2 separate regions of the Mus musculus genome follow, and region 2 is linked to region 1. A link is a contact called in public Hi-C data. All regions are on one chromosome and are shown on one strand. Each heading gives the region's core, a stretch centred on a gene start, on an enhancer-like site or on the middle of the called end of the contact. The rest is flanking DNA. Distances are from core to core; before and after follow the strand shown.

The links. Hi-C and Micro-C count contacts between places; a contact is called where the count stands out from the background.
Region 2: a contact with region 1 is called in a Hi-C map of the N1E-115 cell line, with 4 times the contacts expected there. The contact joins two enhancer-like sites. A contact is called at or near these places in 5 of 39 promoter capture datasets (the C10 cell line, the HPC-7 cell line, hematopoietic stem and progenitor cells and 2 more), 2 of 484 Hi-C or Micro-C datasets (the G1E-ER4 cell line and the N1E-115 cell line) and 2 of 9 other capture datasets (adipose tissue and liver).

Annotation. Positions count from the first base shown.
Region 1 is chr2:43,720,788-43,726,319 of GRCm38.p6, forward strand. It overlaps Gm30374 (a long non-coding RNA gene), which reads right to left. Exons shown (of 6, transcript XR_866181.1): 4 at 4,990-5,146. Among named protein-coding and RNA genes, the nearest start is that of Gm30374, 5.9 kb to the right of the region's middle. Within about 2 kb of position 2,369, at least 26 of the 459 cell types and tissues checked have an H3K27ac peak or open chromatin away from gene starts, as enhancers often do. A contact at or near this core is called in the N1E-115 cell line, where this site is marked.
Region 2 is chr2:44,059,016-44,064,722 of GRCm38.p6, forward strand. Arhgap15 (Rho GTPase activating protein 15) reads left to right here. Exons shown (of 14, transcript NM_153820.3): 7 at 4,747-4,845. Arhgap15os (Rho GTPase activating protein 15, opposite strand) reads right to left here. Exons shown (of 3, transcript NR_040622.1): 2 at 4,727-4,819; 3 at 223-1,799. Among named protein-coding and RNA genes, the nearest start is that of Arhgap15os, 3.5 kb to the right of the region's middle. Within about 2 kb of position 1,871, at least 25 of the 459 cell types and tissues checked have an H3K27ac peak or open chromatin away from gene starts, as enhancers often do. A contact at or near this core is called in the N1E-115 cell line, where this site is marked.

The DNA of each region.
Region 1 (5,532 bases), core at 1,119-3,618:
CTGAAAGCACTTCCATTTCTTGAATATTAAACCATCTTTCTTCTGGCAATGCTATTAGGGGTTCAGGACCACATGGCAAAGAAGATTGCGATGCAAAGGAGCTAGACTCTAGAATAAGTGAAAAGGAGAAAGGCACTCAGGTTCTACAGAACGGCACGGGTATGAGGACAGAGTTCTAACAAGGTACAGTAGACACAGTGACTATGAAGCACCCTCCAGTGACAGGGTGGTCTCCAGCCACTTATAAGTGCACACAGATGAGGTCAAGCCAGGGGATTTCTTTCCAAGTTTCTCAATAAAGGAAGGGTAGTAAAATTAGCTTATGACCCAATACTAGAGCATTAGTCAGTATTTCTATAAAGCATCATACCTCAGTGTGAAGGAAGATTCTCAGAGCTTGGGGGACGGGGGAGGTTGGCTGTCTCTCTAATCCATGGGTGCTCAGTCTATCATTTTCAAATGCAGTCTCGTGTTTAATTCCATTCTGACTTCTGGCTTAAGTTAAGGAGAGATTTGTTTGGTACATCTTCATTTTCTGGTTGAATTTGCTCCATTCACCAAGCTAATGGATTCCAGGGTTCTTGTTTCCACTTCCTGGTACTCAACTTTTGATTTGCCAGTGTCTCTTTGCTAAGCTTCTCTCTGTAAAAGGGAACACCCTCTGTCCTAAGTTGAGCACTGGCAGGAACTGATGGGGCCAGAAAACAGCTGAAGAAGACCTTGGCAAAAATATATCAAAATGTTTTGGCCTTTCTGTGCCTGGATGCCTGGATGGATAAGAGGCCATCACAGACCTGGAAAAATAAATGCTTCATGCCCCCCCCCCCCCCCCCCACACACACTTATTTTCCAAATCCACTGCAATATTTTCAGAACCCTGGACAAAAGACAAAGTAAAATCACTCAAACTGTGTTATTAATCAAAAGTTTCCAAACAAACTATGAACCCCAGCACAATTCTATTTGTTCACATAGCAACTCCTCTCCGCAGGACCTGGGTCACCTCATTGAAACATCGGTTCCTTCCGCAGCTTGGAGTGCAGGTGACCCTGGCTCTGTTATTGCTGTTCGGTTTCCATTTTGCTTTCTGTGACACAGTTCAAGATCTCCAATACTTCACCAAACCTACCCTGGGGGAAAAAATATCTCTCTTGAAGGGAACACACCCCTGGCAGCGTGCCTGCTCTGGATGGCCCCGTGGCTAGATGGATGGAGGGGTGATTTAAATGAAATCTCAAGCAGACACACGGATTCTTGGGGAGTAAATGTCCAAATATCCAGTTCTTGAAAGTGCCCACAGAGGCAAAAAGCCACAAAGGCCATGTCCCAAACAAACCACTGTTATGTTTTGTTTTTTTGTTTTTGTTTTTGTTTTGTTTTGTGTTTTTTATCAAGTCCCATCTATTAAGTCGCAATCCTCTCCCAATAGCCCATAAGATTAGGGTTGGTGACTTAACCCTCTTGCTCCCAATCCTTCCGCACAACCACATCCCTGAACGTCACAGCACTAAGGAGCAAGTATTGACCATAACTGGGGACAACTTCAAAGCCATTGAGAGATGGCACTGATCTTACACAAGAGTTAATGGAATTACACACGGAAACATTGGCAGACAAACAACACACATGTCCATCCATGGTCACTAATTCGTCTTAAAGCTTGAAAGCTAGTAATAGTAGTAGTAGTAGTAGTAGCAGTAGTAGTAGTAATTTATCCTGGTAACATTTGCTTAACCTGTGATCACTCAACTTAAACTCCCCTTAATTTCGGGACAGTATGATGCAAGAAGAGTGACTTCAAAAGATCATGGTCTTGTGTGTGTCCCGTCCATGAGTCTGGAGAATGGTCAGCTGCTGGTACTACCTGCTCACCTACACTGTTGATTAGGCTTAGCTGCTGCGTAAGGGCAATATCTACCTGTGCTTTTCCCAGGCAAACATCACCATATTTGGCCAATCTAGCCGAGCTAGGATAGCCAATAATCTACGGGGCCACATGACTGAGGCTTTTGAGAACTGCTGCCTCAACGTAGGACATTCTAGTTAGTTAAAACCCCAGAGAGGTCCCATCATTAGTATTTACGCTGATTCTTGTAATGGCCACAAGGTGGCGCCAAATCACAAAGAAAACTGACTGGAGCATGGCTGTTCTGGTGGATTTGCATATTTCGCTGCTGGGACATTTCTTTAGTCTCCCGATAGGCATCATTCCTCGATTTCCCAGATGCATTAACGTTTGCATCCGATCTTTCTTATCTTTGAAGGATTTTGTTCTAGAAATCAAGAAATCAATGAAACAGAGGGAGGGTTCGGAGACTGCAGATAATCTATAAAGCCATACAGTTAAGTCTAAGAGATGAGAGCAGACAGAGCTTGGAGTTAGGGGGACAGAAGGCCTGCACTGTGGCGGCACCTCCCTGCAGCTCCCTGTTCTGAAGAACTCTGGTATGACTTCACGTGTTCGTCTTTCTCACCACTGGATATCAGCTCTGTAGTCTCAAGTGTAACTCTGGGGCTACGTCCCTGAAGTATTAGGTGGCACCGTGAAGGTACCTGCAACTTATGCACTAGAAGGGCTTGTCAACATAGATTGGCACACACTACTGTTAACAATGAAGATCTAGTGACTGGAACAGCCTTGAGCCACACCCCCTTCCAATGAAGCACTTGGCTTCACTTCCACAAGCTGTGTGTGTGTGACTTCGTGCACACATATCGATACACCTACATGTCTATATGAATAGATTTGCATACACTAGACAAGCAGAGTTAGGTTCTCATTAATTATGCACGTTTTGGTTGCCTGTGGTTGACAATAGATTTTTTTTGTAATATTTGTGGATTTTCTGATCTGTAGCATAAAACAATTACATTATTTAAGAGGAATGTAAGCTCATTAATGCATCAGGAAGGTTAAATCTTACCTAATCTTTTATTCTGGGCACTCCCAGACAATGACCTCATCATTATCCCATCTTCTTATATAACAAGATCTGTGTTTTCTTTTGAGCTTTTCGATGGGCCCATCTAGAAGTGTCACATGTTAGGGCTCCAAAGACAAAAGCAAAATTGTCACTGTGGGACATTTGAAAAAGTTTTTTGGCTTATGTGCCTGGTATTTGGTGAGGGGCTCATACATGAAAGCAGGAAGCATGGCAACCATTTTGAGACCACGAGGGACAAGATGACAGGTTCCTAGCTAACTAAATCTTTGCAATTCTGAGTCCCAAAGTTCACTCTGTCAATGTTTGCCATAGCCCAAGTTTATATTTCTCTTTACACACACACACACACACACACACACACACACACACACACACACACAACCTTGCACATATGTCAAATCCCCTGGTACTTTGGATTTTCTTTTGTACAAGACATAGAATCCTACCTTCATTAGATAATAGCTGGAGCAGCCTCGCATGCTTTCCTTGAACTTGTCTACAAGTCTGTCTACACTTGGCACCCACTAAATATCACTGAAGCAATCTGGGCTGCTATTCTTCAATGTTCTCTGTTCTTTTAAAATTGAGCTTTAAATCATTATTTCGTTTGGACAACTCAAAACCGGAACTGAGCTATATACTTCACATGGGCTCAAAGGGGCTGCGGACACACTGTAACAGCAGACTGAAAAGGTGAAATAAAGAGAGAGAAAAATGAATGAAGTGATATAGACCATGGAAAGAAGAGGTAAAGAAGATGAGGAAGTAGAAGAGGAAGAGGAGGAGGAGAAGAAAGAAGAGAAGGAGGAGGAAGAGGAAGAGAAAAAGAAAAAAGAGGAGAAAGAGGAGGAGGAGGGAAAAGAGGAAGAGGAGGAGAAGGGAGAGGAGGAGGAGAAGGAAAAGGAGGAGTATAAGGGAGAGGAGGAGAAGGAGAAGGGAGAAGAGGAGGAAGAAGAAGAGGAGGAGGAGGAGGAGGAGGAGGAGGAGGAGGAGGAGGAGACAGCCTGAGATTCACACAGTGAATAAGGGGGTGAATGGGGAGAGTCATTATCAGTGCAGGCTCTGGACACTGGACAGGAGAAATGCAGAGTACAGAGGTATGGAGCAGCTGAGGGAACCCCTGTGTGTGTGCCGGCCTCCAGAGGGCAAATAAAAGCCACCGATTACAAAGATAGAAGCTCAGATAAAGTATGGCTTGACAGGTGGCAAGTTCTCAAGGAATATTTGCTGAAAGCAAATGATAGGATCACTGTGAAATAATCCTGTCAGTCTAATTAATCTCTGATAAGGAGGATGGGAGGGAGAATTGAAAACACCACACACAAGAGCAGCTTGCCTTTTATACGTCATCTGTAACTGTTTACTGATGACACCCTTCTTATAAAATACACTGCAATGCCGTGGCCACCCTGGAACACCTAGGTGGAGATTCTGATGGAGTCCAGAACCCTGTAGTGTTTTTAGAGTTAGTTTTCCTTTCGTATTTTTAATGTGTGTGGTACAATGTTACAAATATCTGATTCCTTACGGGGGGCTGAAAGGAAGGAGAGTAATGGGTGTCACAACAGAAGTGACTCCTGCGGTTGTCTAAACTGACCTCCCTGTGTGGTCCCACCTGTAACTACCTGAGGGTTTTTAATATAATTTATCAGGAAAGGCAGGCATGCTAGAGTGGGGAAGAGCCAAGTTTCTTCCCTATAGCTGTACCCAGTGATATTTCATTAGGACGCTCATAGAATAAATGTTTCCAACTATGAGAATAAGATATTTGAAGTTAAGCATCTAGAAAATCTTTGATCCAGTATGAAATTATTGTCAGCACATCAGCTTTATGAATGTCTTTATTCCCAGGTTTAAAGATAGTCCTGTAGCTTCAGTTTACTTCAAAATCAGTATTTGCCTTCAATTTCAAGATTCAGATTTGAGGATCTGAGAGATGCTGGACCTTGGGGACGTGGAGAAAGTAACACACAGCTACTGTGTCATGGCCATGAACTTGGTGATTTCAAAGACAAAGTCTATCTTTAGTTCCATTCTTCCTTACCTGCCAGTCACCAGACCAGGATGTGAGTAGCTGCGCACCATCATGTGCTCTGTCCATGATTCTCTGCCTCACCACTGGACAAGAATTCTGCAACAGGGCCGAAGGACCACGGATCAAAACCTCAGGCATCTCAAGTCCCATTCAGTCTTCCCTCCATCTTTTTCAGGAATGGTGTCCCATGGCAAAAACACAAACAAACAAACAAAACCAAAACCCAAAAAGCAGACAAACAGTAATTTTTTTTAATTTTTATTTTTTTTAATTAGGTATTTTCCTCATTTACATTTTCAATGCTATCCCAAAGGTCCCCCATACCCACCCCCCCAATCCCCTACCCACCCACTCCCCCTTTTTGGCCCTGGCGTTCCCCTGTACTGGGGCATATAAAGTTTGCAAGTCCAATGGGCCTCTCTTTGCAGTGATGGCCGACTAGGCCATCTTTTGATACATATGCAGCTAAAGACAAGAGCTCCCAGGTACTGGTTAGTTCATATTGTTGTTCCACCTATAGGGTTGCAGTTCCCTATAGCTCCTTGGGTAATT
Region 2 (5,707 bases), core at 621-3,120, 340 kb after region 1:
GATGTAAGTGAAGCCTCAGTAATCCCTCCCTCCTTGCCATGAGCATGGTCTGTGCTACTTACACTGGAACCTAGAATAAGTCATTTTCTATGGATATATATAATCATCCACATAGCCAAACAGACTGCCAGTTAAGGGTGCTTTCCCCTGTACTTCATTGAAAATTCTTCATTCCTTGTTTATAACTAGATGTAAAAACAACTACAAACATACCATAGACGTGGAATTATCAATAGCATTTATTCTGCAACTGAAAAGATGATGCTTCAGAAAAAGACTCAGGAGCAAAGTGACGCTCTTTGATTTTCACTGACTGCCCTATGCATGTTTGTGTGTTCAACTGGAAAAAAGTCAGTAATATTCATAATTAACAAATTATTAAATATAGTCTTCTTGTACATCGATGCACCCATTGGTAATTATCATATTTATTTAGCTACTATTAAATTCAAATGTGTACAATGGTTAATCTCTGTAGCCCTGAGCAATCTCAATTTTATTCTTTGTTATTTTTAATTTTCCCCACTCTGCACAATAAATGTATATCTGATAAGCATAAAGAGTGATGATTTAAAAAGAGTTCATTTCCATGCTAATAAATAAAACCACAGAATATTTTTATTACTATAAATGTCATTATATATAGTATGTTTTCATCCAAATTAAAGCCTAATACTCCCTTATTGCTGGAAGTGATACTTGAAAACATCAGAATCAACGTCAGCTAAAGGTACAAATACAACCCCTTAAAAATATAGACCATTACTGCTGAGGACGGACATTGTCAGTTAACAATATTCAATTCTCTTTTTTAAAAAAAATTGTTCCACCACAACTCCTATCTGTGGAATATAAAGGTTAAAAAAACAGCCTCTGTCTTTGGAGGGATTGCAAAGACACAGACCAATGTGCCAAGCTCATGGGAAACTGTTGTCAAATGGCTTTCAGAAAAGCCCCAAGAGTGTGTCTGCTCTGTGTACTGGTCAGTGGACTGCTTATATAATTTTTTGACATAAATCCGTTGCAGAGTGGAATTGAGATGGGTCTACCCTTCGATTGAAGCTGCTTGAGGCTTTCAAGGGGCAGTGGTGGAAATTTCCAGACACTATTGCTGTGTTCTCCCTCATCATTTACTATTTTAATGAACAAATGTTGTTTGTACACACACACATCCAAGAAATGTTGAATTCAGTTTCTCCAGACAAAAATTTAAACAAGTTGGTTACCAACAATTCTAGTGAACTTTCCAAATGCTGCTTCGCTGACCTGAAATTACTACAAGGCACGCGCGCGCGCACAACACACACACACACACACACACACACACACACACACACACACACACACACACATCATAGTGCCTGGTAGAGATGCAGGATAAGATGAAAGTGGGATGCAGAATGGAGGCCAGCAGCTTTTTCAACAACCCGTTTTGTTTTCTATAAGTTTTGTCTTCTTTGCCTTAAACTTGCATCTACCAAATAGCACACGAAGAAGGGGCACATTGCATGGTTTACCAGAAGACCCCATCTGTTTCTTATTGTGCGTCAGCATAGACGGGCATCATGTGTTATTCGATCAGAAGATTTAGTAAATGTTAACGTGTTTACTGATGTCCTCCTCCACTGCCACCACCACCACTGTCCGTGTTGAAAATTCAGTTGCTCAGTAAGCAAATATGATTCACAATCCACTTCTCAGAAATTCGAAAGAGGCACGAATACAAAAATGTAACTTGAAAGGCTGAATTAAATGCGCTTTACCGGGCAGGGATTGGAAAAGTACTTTTCTGTGTGAGTCTGGAATAGAGCAGAACAAAGTCAATTACTGGCTGTAATTAGGAAGTGGATGCATTTAAACTGTAGAGAGCAGCAGCAGTCTTCTCCACACTGCTGCCTAGGAACTCCAAAGATTACTTGGGAAAGCAGAGAGGAAGGTATGCGCAGGACGCCTCTGCTAGGGCAATTCAGAGGAGCCGCTTTCATACGTCCCCTGGTTTGAGCTTCCCTGAGTGGATTTATAAAGCACTGTTTATGGATGATTAATACAGTAATATATTTAGACAAAGAAACTTTTAAAATACAGCTTATGTTTGGCTATGTGAGCAGAAAAAGACCCATTCCGAAGTGTGCATCTAGCATCAAAACAGTCAAGGCAGTGTTGAAAACTGTTTACCACAGTTTGAATTTACTAGGGCAAGAAATGAACTATGCTGCCTCTTTTGTAAACCTTCAGAATATAGTAAATCTAATTATATTTTTTCTTTTCCTTTCAAATGGTGTTCCCTTTATAATTTTAATAGTGTTTTATTTATACTGGTATAAAGTATTATATTATGCTGTACTTTGTACTTTGTGCTTTGCAAAGTCATTTCTCTTTATGTATAATAACAACTTGTAATATGTATAAAATATTCATAATCAAAACATTTAAATTTAGAATTAAGGTAAAAGTTGAGAACACTACTGGATTTCGTGTGTTAGTTACAAGCGACCTCGTGTTTTTAGGTTTTAACTTCTGAGTCAATACTTTAAAAAGTAAATATTTGAGATTTTTATATAAGTAAGGAGCATTGAAATGGCATTTAGGTAATTAGAAAAATATTATCCTGGCTTTCTTCATGGGCAAATGGCTATTTTTAGCCATTCCAAACTTTACATGCCATTTGAGTTCAAAAGAATGCGAGAAAAAGAGTAATGGCTCGAGTGATCTGGCAGATTTCAGGATGGGTAATTAATTCTACTACTCGCTAGCTTTTCCTTTCTTTTTTTTTATTGGATATTTTATTTATTTACATTTCAAATGTTATCCCCTTTCCCAATTTCCCCTCCGGAAGCCCCCTATCCCATCCTCCCTCCCCCTGTTTCTCTGAGGGTGCTCCCCCACCCACCCACTCCTGCCTCCCCAACCTGGCATTCCCCTACATTGGGGCATCGAGCTTTCCCAGGACCAAGGGCCTCTTCTCCTATTGATGTCCGACAAGGCTACATATGTGGCTGGAGCCATAGGTCCCTCCATGTATACTCTTCGGTTAGCTTTTCCCTTCTTAAAATGTGGCCGCTTCTCTCTTTACTGAAGAAGGAACCAGAATGGCCACTGGAACTCCTGTCCCCTAAGAATGTGTGCTTGGCAGTCCTGAGTCGTATTGCATCTCTCTAAAGATTTCTGAAAATAAATAATAAATACATATATGTGAATGTATGTATGCAAACAGATTTTTTTAAAAATCCCAAGATAAACATCAGAAATTTCTGGAACAAAATGTCAGTCTATGTGAGTTCATATAGCATTGATAGTAAATCTAGAGACTATAGGTCATTCACTGTGTTAAACATTTTGTAACATCTTAAAACATATTTATCTTATATATAGTTTGGGTTACAATGTTGAGGTGAGTCAATATAACTGTAGAATTTATACTGATAAATATTAATATATACTGTGTTGCTATTTATTTGTCATTGTTACTGATCCAAGAGTGTCAAAATCTTTAGAACAAATAGCCAACACATGAGCATATACTGTATTAAATATACTTGTTTATATTAATTGAAATTATAACCTATTTATACCTTAAAAAAATTCAAGATACTGTTGTTAAATGTTGCCGTAAAAAACTATGGAACCTGCAGAAAAAGTTATTTGGGGTTAACACTGTCACATTATTGACAGGATGATAAAGCCAGTCTGAAGTGTGATTTGTGATCTTTCCGAACCTGTCGCACATTTTGCCATTCATCTATCAGAGCGCATAAGCCCGGCTGACTGGACCCTGATTCAGCTTCTTGAAACGCCAGCTTTATAAAGTTCTGTAGTCTGGCTTGATGTGTGACAGTTGCTAAGAAATGTCTGTCCTCTTGTTGAAAAAAGAAAAATGTCAATGAAGCAAAGGGAAAATCTTCACAGTTCAAATTGATGGCCTCATACAAAAAGCACGTCCACACCTACCCTAGCCAAATTTTCCCCTAAAGGAGCCCTTTATGTAGGAAATCCAGAGCATTGTTTGCTGTATTTCTATATGGCTATATCCTCTCTTATTTCTGAAGGGAAAGATCCACTGTGATGAAAATGGTTAGTGGTACTAAGCATTGCCAACCACTTAACAGCACTGGGAGGCTGGAAGCAATGTTGATTTGATACTTTCTAGCTAAGGTTCAAATATGCAAATGACCTTTATTCTAATACACTCCCTTTGTGAGGAAATTGGTCGTTTATTATTTTCCTATAGAGCTTTACTATAGGAAGGCAGAACCAGCCAAATGTTATTCACCACAATGACCTTTTGCAAAAGTAGGCATTAGTCTCTTTGGTAAAAATCTGTTTCGGGGGCCTCCAGAAAAGGAAATCATATACAGAGATACTATTAGATTTGAAAGAGCCAACAGCATGCACAGAACAAACTCCAACACACTCAGGTGCATTTTCTGTTGGCTTTTAACTTAACGTATATATTGTCTGCACCCTTCAACTTCCTGACTTCATTCTCCTGAAATTAGAGTAACTCACCTTTAACCCTGCTCTGAGTTAATTTTTCTATTACTAAAAGAATCATGTATTTAATATGGCATAAAAAAAACAGTTTATAGAGAGGAGTTCAAAATGTCAGCATTCTCCTTAGTTCCCAGAAAGACAATTGCTGGAATACAACAAATATGTCCACGTGATGAACTTGTCCTTGAAGGTGATATTATTAATGTAAGAAATACATCTAACATGGTCTTCTTACCTGTCCATTTTTCCTCTCAGATCACAACAGTGTCAGGAAATGAGTTCCTTCTACAGTCAGATATTGACTTCCTCATATTGGATTGGTTCCAAGCTATCAAAAATGCAATTGACAGATTGGTATGTATTTGTTTGGGCTGTTAACATTTTTTAATTAAAATGTAGTCATTTAAATCTTACTGTTCAGGCATATAAGGTTCACACATGTAAATGGATCCTATGTCTGAGAGATACTAGCTATTTTAAGCTTAATAGAAAGCATAAGGAATGTTCCTTCCGTCAAGATTTGTGAGGTAGACATCATTTCATCTTTCAAACGAGCACTGTTCTTATTCTGGAATAGAGCATGGTCTCCTTTTTCTGGAGGTTGTAAAAAGCACTCAGGTGCTTGAAAACTATATTTTCTGCTTGTTGTAGTATCTGACATATGTTATTCTGGAAATTAAGTATCTTTGTATCTATGACCATAGTTACTGTTATAATACCACAAGGAAAAATCATTCACATGTAATGTTATTATTTTCCAACTAAGCTAGAATGATCTTCTCAAAAAAAAAATTAAATACCTAGAACGTTAGAAAAATAGCTCAAAGTATGCATTCAGATTACATGTTTTTTAAGGCTTAAATTATTTAAAACTTTTTTATTGACTTAATTTTATTTCACTTATGTAAATATATAATGGAAAAATATTCTTGAGAACTCTTAGTATGCTCTAAAACAGGATAATGTATTTAAAACCTTTCATTATATCTCTTAAAAGATCAAACTGTACAAATTAAAATTGTCTTTCCATACTATCAACAGAATCCCCAATATATAGACAACAAAACATGGATTATTATCTTTAAGTATACAATATAAGGCCAGAAAAACTTTAAACACTGTTCGTATTTACTCGATGCATAGTTTGGGAAAGATGTTTTTTCTTCTTCTATATCTTTTCCTTGTCTGTTTTCTCAGAACTAGTAATGTTGTCTAT